Linked DNA regions of Pan troglodytes: region 1 is linked to region 2. A link is a contact called in public Hi-C data. All regions are on one chromosome and are shown on one strand. The core of a region is the stretch at or near the end of the contact, and the rest is flanking DNA. Distances in the headings are between cores, read along the strand shown.

Region 1 (3,769 bases), core at 999-3,498, 430 kb after region 2:
TGGGCAACAGAGCAAGACCACGAAAAAGAAAAGTCATACAAGAGCTCTACTCCTAAAAGTCAAAGAAAACGCCTGCAACTTTTTATCACTGCAGCACCAAACTAATCAGGAGGAACAGGAAGTCATCTGGTTTCCTACTGGGTTTGCCAAGCCCTCCGCCCGTGATCTCATCTACTGTTCACCCCAAGCCTCCAAGATTGTCTAGATGGAAATTAAGGCACGGGAGCTAGATGACTCTCAATGCAGCACAATTAATAACGGGTGGAAGCAGGATGTGAACACGGATCTGGCCCCAGTCCAAGCGCCTTCTCCATCGCATGCAATCAGTTACAGTTATAAAATCGATGGAGGGCAGATTCTCTCTAAGCCTGACGCTAAGTCCCGAGGCAGGGGGCCAGGGCCTTCGGAGGGGAACTGGGCTTCCACAGGGCAGAGAGGAGAGTGACCATCCATCCCACGCTCCCATGCCCGCTTTGGCGCCACTGAGTGCCCCCACCACGCGCAGCCTCACAGACCGGGTCCCCGCGTGGGTTTGGAGGCGAAGTCGCCTCCCGCCCAGGTCTCCACCCCGCTCCGGCCCAGCCCACGCCGTTAGGGGAGGAAGTCTCCAGGCTTCCCCCAAGCACGCGACAGCGAGCCGTCTCCGAGCGCACGGGGCAAGGCCCTGAGGGGAGCGAATGGCGACGGTTCAACACGCTGGCATAGGCCAGGGCTTCCTCACTAACCCGGCAGGCCTCCTCAGCGGCGCCCGCTTCGCCCATGGCCGCTGCCGCCTCCGCTCCGTTCGCCTGAGCGTCGGCGCGCCCTCTGACCCCGGCGCGCCCTCTGACCCCTCACGCCAGAAAGCGCGGGAACGAATCCACGCCGGGGGTCGGGAACGGAGAGCCGCCAGGCCCAAACCTCACAGAATTTGCGCAGTATTCTCGGCCTTGAGAGCGAGGAGTGGCCTTGGCGAGGTCCCTCTTTGGCTCTTCTGGCTTAGCCGGGGTTTTAAACTTGTTATCTGCAAAGCAGAAGGAAAGTCAGCCCCTGATGTAAGTGTCAAGTAAAATAAATCGGATGGGTCCTTTCCTGTTTGGCGAGGAATGCTACACTAAGGGGGACTGCGTTCAAATGGGCAGTCTGCTGGAAACCTCGCCTCCGCCGTTCGCCTTCCCTCGCTCGGATTCAGGCGCTTTTACGTTAAGGGTTGAATTTTTGTGTCAACAGGCACCTCGGGAGGTCGCCCAGACAACTGAGCGGAGCAACTGAGATAAGCCCCGCTACGTGTGGAGTGACCTAGTCCATTAACTTGCCCCAGCACGCCCGCTAAGTCCGCAAAATATAGGATGGCCTCGGGTTTTAGATGAACCCAAAGCTAAGATTTCTTCCCTCTCTGGAATTAGCAAGCAGCCCGCCCTGCCCAACTCCCCTGGAAGCGCGCGTGCTCGCCAGGCCTCGGGACGCCTGCGCGGGCGCCCCTGCACTGGCACCAGGGCTCCGGGGTAGGGGCGCACCGGTCTGCCCAAGCCTCTGCAGGCACTGGAGGAAGGCGAGCCCTCCACCCGCTCAACAGGCCCCAGTGCCGGCCTTTCCTTCCAGTCTCAACTCCACCCGGGGGCCCGGGGGCTCCACAGTTAAAAACTCCATGCCACGGAGATCGCAGGTGAGCTGCTGGCTCAACGGGGTGTGCTAAATGGGATTAAAGATCCTAGACTGTGGCCAGGCGCGGTGGCTCAAGCCTGTAATCCCAGCGATCAGGGAGGCCGACGCGGGAGGATTGCTTGAGCCCAGGAGTTTGAGACCAGCTTGGGCAACATAGCGAGACACCGTCTCTACAAAAAAATAACAAATAGTGGGGCGTGATGGCGCGCGCCTGTAGTCTCAGCTACTTGGGCGGTCGAGATGGGAGGATCGCTCGAGTCTGGCAGGTCGAGGCTGCAGTGAGCCAGGATCACCGCCAAGATCGCGCCACTGCATTCCAACCTGGGCGACAGAGGGAGACCCTGTCTCAAAAACAAACAAAAAAATCCTAGACCGTTTACAAACAGCCTTCCGTCTCTTCCTGGCCAAGTCCTAACCCTGGCTCACCTCGCCGTCTACAGCCTGAATTTTGGCAACCGAAAGGCAGCGCCGGCGCCACGTGCACACGGGCTGGGCCGCTCAGCCAGCTGCCAGGGCCACTGCCGCGCTCACTCCCAGAGCGCGCTGCGAGCCGCGGCGCCTTTGTGACGCCATCAGCCCGCGCGCCGCCGCCACCGCCTTCTGTGCAGTCGCGGCCCGGGCGGACGGTGGCTGGCTGCTCCGCAGCGCTCGGCTGGCGGCAGCGGCACCGCGGGTTGCGCGGCCGGGGATGCTCCAGCGGGCGCGATGGCCCCCGCCATGCAGCCGGCCGAGATCCAATTTGCCCAGCGGCTGGCGTCCAGCGAGAAGGGCATCCGGGACCGAGCGGTGAAGAAGCTGCGCCAGTACATCAGCGTGAAGACGCAGAGGGAGACAGGTGGGCGCACGGCCGCGGTCAGCCGCGCCACATGGCGGGCCGGGGGCCGGGGCTGGGGCTAGGGCCCCGGCACGGAATGCGGCTTCCACGTGTTGTCGTGACACCCAGCGTGTGCTTCGGTTTCCGCGCTGCCGGAACCGCTTCTTGCTGTGTCTAGTGCCTTTTTACACTTAAGGAAACGGGTTGAGGGGGTTCCGTTACTTATGAAAGTCACAGTAAGCAGGGAAGCTGAGAAAAGATCCACATGGGTCCGATTCCCCAGCCGGCATCTCGAATCACTGGGCTGCCCTGATTTGCCCTGGTGTCCGGTCGGTGATTGCCGCCTTCCTTTGACCAGCACCTTTACGTGACGGGGCTGCAGGAGAGAAGACAGACAAAATCACTACCCTCGAGGATCTATTAGTAATAAAGCAAGGAGGCAAACAGGCAAATAAAGTAGACCTTGTGTAAGTGTAGTAAAGGAAATGAAAACCAGGTAGTAGGCCGGTGTCTCACGCATGTAATCCCAGCACTCTGGGAAGCCGAGGCGGGCGGATCACCTGAGGTCGGGAGTTCGAGACCAGCCGGACCAACATGGTGAAACCCCGGCTCTACTAAAAATACAGAATTAGCCGGGCATGGTGGTGCATGCCTGTAATCTCACTACTCGGGAGGCTGAGGCAGGAGAATCGCTTGAACCTGGGAGGCGGAGGTTGCCGTGAGCCGAGATCGCACCATTGCACTCCGGCCTGGGCAACAAGAGCGAAACTCCGTCTCGAAAAGAAAAAAGGAAAAAGAAAACCAGATAATAGCAAAAAGGGAAGGAGGTTGCTCTTCTTGATAGGCTGTGCTGGGAAGGCCTCTCTGGGGTGATATTCAGCTCAGATCTGAAGAGAAATGAGCGGAAACCGCCTATGCAGAGGCAGGAAAGAGCTTCACGTGCCCTAGGAGTGGTTTGAAAGACCAATAAGTTGGGGTTGGGGGGGGGCGAGTGTTATGAGATGAAGTTGGAGATGTAGGCAGTGGCCAGATCACACAGGGCTTTGTAGTTTAGATTTTAACGGCACTGCTGTTGGATGATTTCATTTACCTGATCCAAAAATACTTTCTATAAACTCTTGAGTGAGCCCATACAATATGAACTACAATGTGTAATAGAGGTTTTAAGATAAAGTTTGATTTAGTTACTGATGGTACTAATACATTTAGAATCTGCTTAAAAGAACAGATATTATCTCCCCCATCACTGACATTCTCAGTTTGTTTTATTTTTAAGAGAAATCACCAGACTACCCAAAAAAAGAAAATACA
Region 2 (3,490 bases), core at 845-3,344:
CTGACAGCAGCCTCATCACCACCTTGTCCAGATGAGGCAGAGGCTCAGCAGGGACTTGTGCAAGGCCCCAGCCAGCCAATGGCAAGGCCTGGAGACCTAGGCTCCCACCCTGAAGTCATCTCAAGCCAATGGCAAGGCCTGGAGACCCGGGCTCCCACCCTGAAGTCATCTCAACGGGCCCAGCCTCAGGAGCTGCCTGTGCTGGGGCCTGGGGCTGCTTTGTACCCAAGACCCCTTCAGAGTCACAGGTGAGTGGCCAGATTCCACCCCCACCATGCCCGCCCCGCCAGGGCAGGAGGCCACGTGGATGTGAGCTTTAATGCAGGGCGCAGCTCTGGCCATGGTGCCCAGCCACTTTCCTGGAGTCTGAGCAGCTGCCAAGGCTCTCTGGTGGCTGCTCCTACCCACATGGCTCCCATGGGCTGCTGTTGGAGAGCTTCTGAAGCCGGGAGGATGCCTGCTCCCCTTGCCTCCTTTCCAAGCTCGCCTCTGCGCACCCACTGCTAGGCCTGGGACTCACACCAGCCTTCTCCGTGGGTGCTGCTGCCAGCTCTCTGCCCTCTGGGCCTCCCTCTCCCTCGCCTGGCCTTCTGAGGGCCGAGGCTCTGATCACCTCTCCCCCGCTTCCCATTGTGTGGCCTGGCGTCTGAGGCCCCTGTGGTCTGACTGCCCCACTGCTCCCTGGTATGCATTCAGGTTGAATTCAGAGAGCTCTGCGTGCCAGTGTCCAGCCCCATTCACCAGGGCACACGGCCATCGTGGAAAGATGGGATTGGCCAGTACTTCCCAAGCCTGCCAGGCCGGGAGAACCACCTGCAGTGCGTTGCAAATACAGACTCCTGGGCCCCGCTCACACCCACTTAGAGTCTGGAGGGGCAGAGTCCAGGGAGCTGGGCTTTTGGTGCCTCCAGGTGAGCCCTATGATCAGGTGCAAGTGGGAGATGCTGCGGGACAGCGGCGCCTCCTCAGGTTAGGGCAGCGGGGGAGAGAAGTCTCACTGGAAGCTGCCTCTCCAGTCTTGGGGCTCAGCTTCTCGATCTCCAGGGAGGCTCTCCCTCATCCCACTGCTGGGGACGCTGGACTCTGGAGTGAAAATGACCCACGCTCTCCTCTGCTCCCGTTTTCACCTTGGGCATCATTGTCATCATCATTATGAGCAGCAGCCGGAAAAGCATTAATGGAGCACTTGCTGTATGCCAGGCCTTGCGCCTGCTGCGCTTGTAACGGCAATTCTCATGCAGCCTGCACAGCAGCCTGTAGCCTGTTTCTATTGTTAGCTGAGGACACCGAGGCTTAGAAATGGAGTCACCTGCCTGGTGTCCTCAGCTGGTGAGGGCTTGGGCCAGGTGCACCCTGTCTGTTTGACCCCAAAGCCAGGGCTCAGCACCGCTGGGCAGATGATTACTGCAATGTCACACATAATGTGAAAATTGGGAGGCGCTGAGGAAGCCTGAGGCACTGGTCCCTTTCTTCTGGTGACATGCTGGGTGACTTTGGACAGATCTATCAACCCCTCTGAGTATTCGATGTCCGTCTTTGCCAGTTGGCTGAAGCTGGGAGACCGAGTGCCTGCAGGGAGCCTCCAGCCCCCAGTTCCTTTCAATCATCACCAGCGTGCCTCACACTAACCACCAGGTGGCAGCAGAGGACTTGCCTGGCCGCCGAGACCTTGGCCGCAGGAGACTTGCCGAACCTCAGCCTTAAAGGTCACCTTCACTCTTCAAGACAGTGGGAAGCGGCCTCAGCAAACATCCGCAGAGGGCCTGGCTCCGGGAGCCTCTGGGCTGCGTGCTGCCAAGCTGTGGGAGACCCACCCTGACCCCCGGGGAGCTAGTGTCCAGCAGGGGAGACTGAGATGGGAAGACACAAAAGCCGTGCTGGAAGCCAGTGGTGTTTCTTTACCATAAGCAGTTTTGGGGTTTCATTTGCTTGTCTGTAAAATCACTTGAAAAAGGAGGCGTCACTGTGTGGAAGGCCAGGGCTGTGCTGGGGTCCCTGGGGGCTCTGGCGGGGTTTCCTCCGTGCAGAATGACGTCACTCCCCGGCTTCCGGCCCAGGTCAGCTCTTCCTAGGAAGCCTCTTGTGAAGAGCAGCCCCCGTCCCGCCCACACCCGCAGAGGCCTGTGAGTGGGGCAGGGCGGTAAGTGTCCCTGGCAGGCAGCCTCAGCTGACGCGGTGTTGGGGTCACAGGGCCAGAGGTCCTGCCAGCCAAGGCTGCATGTGGCTGTCTGAGAGGGGGCTGAGACAGAGATGCAGGCACAGGTGCCAGACAGTGCCAGCTTGGAAGGAGGAGGCATCAGGAGAGCCGAGGGGTTGAGGGACAAGGAGCTGCTTGCTGGGGGCAGGGCGGCCTTCTCTCTACAGGGGAGGCACCTGCCTCCTGCTCTGCCCTTGGCCTCCAGGATGGGAGCTGGGAAAGGAGTCTCCCTTCAGGGGAGGGACCCGTGGCAGGGGCTAGTGAAGGCTCCGTCAGCATTAGCTCCCAGGCTGCTGGGGAGGCCAGAAGGCCCTGCTCTGTGGGATTTCCTCTGAGACCCTGGGCTAAGGACTGAGTTTGCAGGGGCAGGAAATGTGGGCGGGCCCCAAACCTGCTGTGCAGGCTGCTGCCATTAGAACAGAACAGAAGGAAAGGTACACATTGCATCCATGCACACACACACACAGTGTGCCCATATGCACAGAACACACATGCACATAGAAGCACAATGTTTGCACAGTGTGCACCCATGCACAACACACCATGCACACTCGTGCACAACACACAAAACACATGCTCACACACCTCACACATGTGCGCACAAATGCACAACACAAACACACATGCAACATACAAACACATGTACACACATCACACAATACATGTGGACACATACGGACACACAGAAGCACATAACACCTATGCGTGCACAAATGCCCACATGCACACCTACACAAACATACACTCACACAGCCCACAGGAAGACGCACACACCACTATCATGGCCATGGCCAAGCTCTGGGCTGTTACTTCATTGCACGGCTGCCCTCTGTGTCTGATTTGTACTTGACCGTGAGAGACCCCTTTCCACCCTCCAGCTTAGGGGAGCCCCCTCCTGTGTGCTGCTCAGCAGCCTCTTTGACATCTAGCTGCCTGGGCCCTGGCATTCCTCGTGCCACCTGCAGAGACGTCAGAGAGCGGGTATGAGGGAGGAGCGGGTATGAGGGAGGGGCCGTGTGGCAGCTCAAGGACGCCCCAGGGGCACCGGGAGGGAGGGGCAGTGAAGAGAGGGGGTGGCTCATTATTCTGCTGAGCTGTCTGCCCCGGGAGCCTGTGAGCGCTGTGCCTTTACCTTGGCCAGGAGTGAGAGAAATCAATTTCCAAAGCATCCTGGCTGGAAAATCTTGCTTTCCAGAGCAGTGTGGGTCTCCCAGCAGGGCTCCCGAAGGCCCTGACGCAGAATTGCAGATGGCTGGCTGTTGAGGGGACAGGGCGCCCCCTGGGGAAGACACG

What was found. Hi-C and Micro-C count contacts between places; a contact is called where the count stands out from the background.
Region 1: a Hi-C map of stem cell-derived neural progenitor cells shows a contact between it and region 2, with 3 times the contacts expected there. The contact joins the promoter of HSF2BP here to the enhancer-like site in region 2. A contact is called at or near these places in 4 of 7 Hi-C or Micro-C datasets (induced pluripotent stem cells, a lymphoblastoid cell line and stem cell-derived neural progenitor cells) and 1 of 1 datasets of contacts at active chromatin or transcription factors (stem cell-derived excitatory neurons).

Annotation. Positions count from the first base shown.
Region 1 is chr22:44,250,354-44,254,122 of NHGRI_mPanTro3-v2.0_pri, forward strand. It overlaps HSF2BP (heat shock transcription factor 2 binding protein), which reads right to left and starts at 2,249. Exons shown (of 9, transcript XM_531485.8): 1 at 2,071-2,249; 2 at 726-1,003. The coding sequence starts at 761. RRP1B (ribosomal RNA processing 1B) reads left to right here and starts at 2,349. Exons shown (of 16, transcript XM_001144331.7): 1 at 2,349-2,479. The coding sequence starts at 2,350.
Region 2 is chr22:43,823,032-43,826,521 of NHGRI_mPanTro3-v2.0_pri, forward strand. No RefSeq gene overlaps it. Among named protein-coding and RNA genes, the nearest start is that of CRYAA, 70 kb to the left of the region's middle. Within about 2 kb of position 2,095, at least 11 of the 24 cell types and tissues checked have an H3K27ac peak or open chromatin away from gene starts, as enhancers often do. A contact at or near this core is called in induced pluripotent stem cells, a lymphoblastoid cell line and stem cell-derived neural progenitor cells, where this site is marked.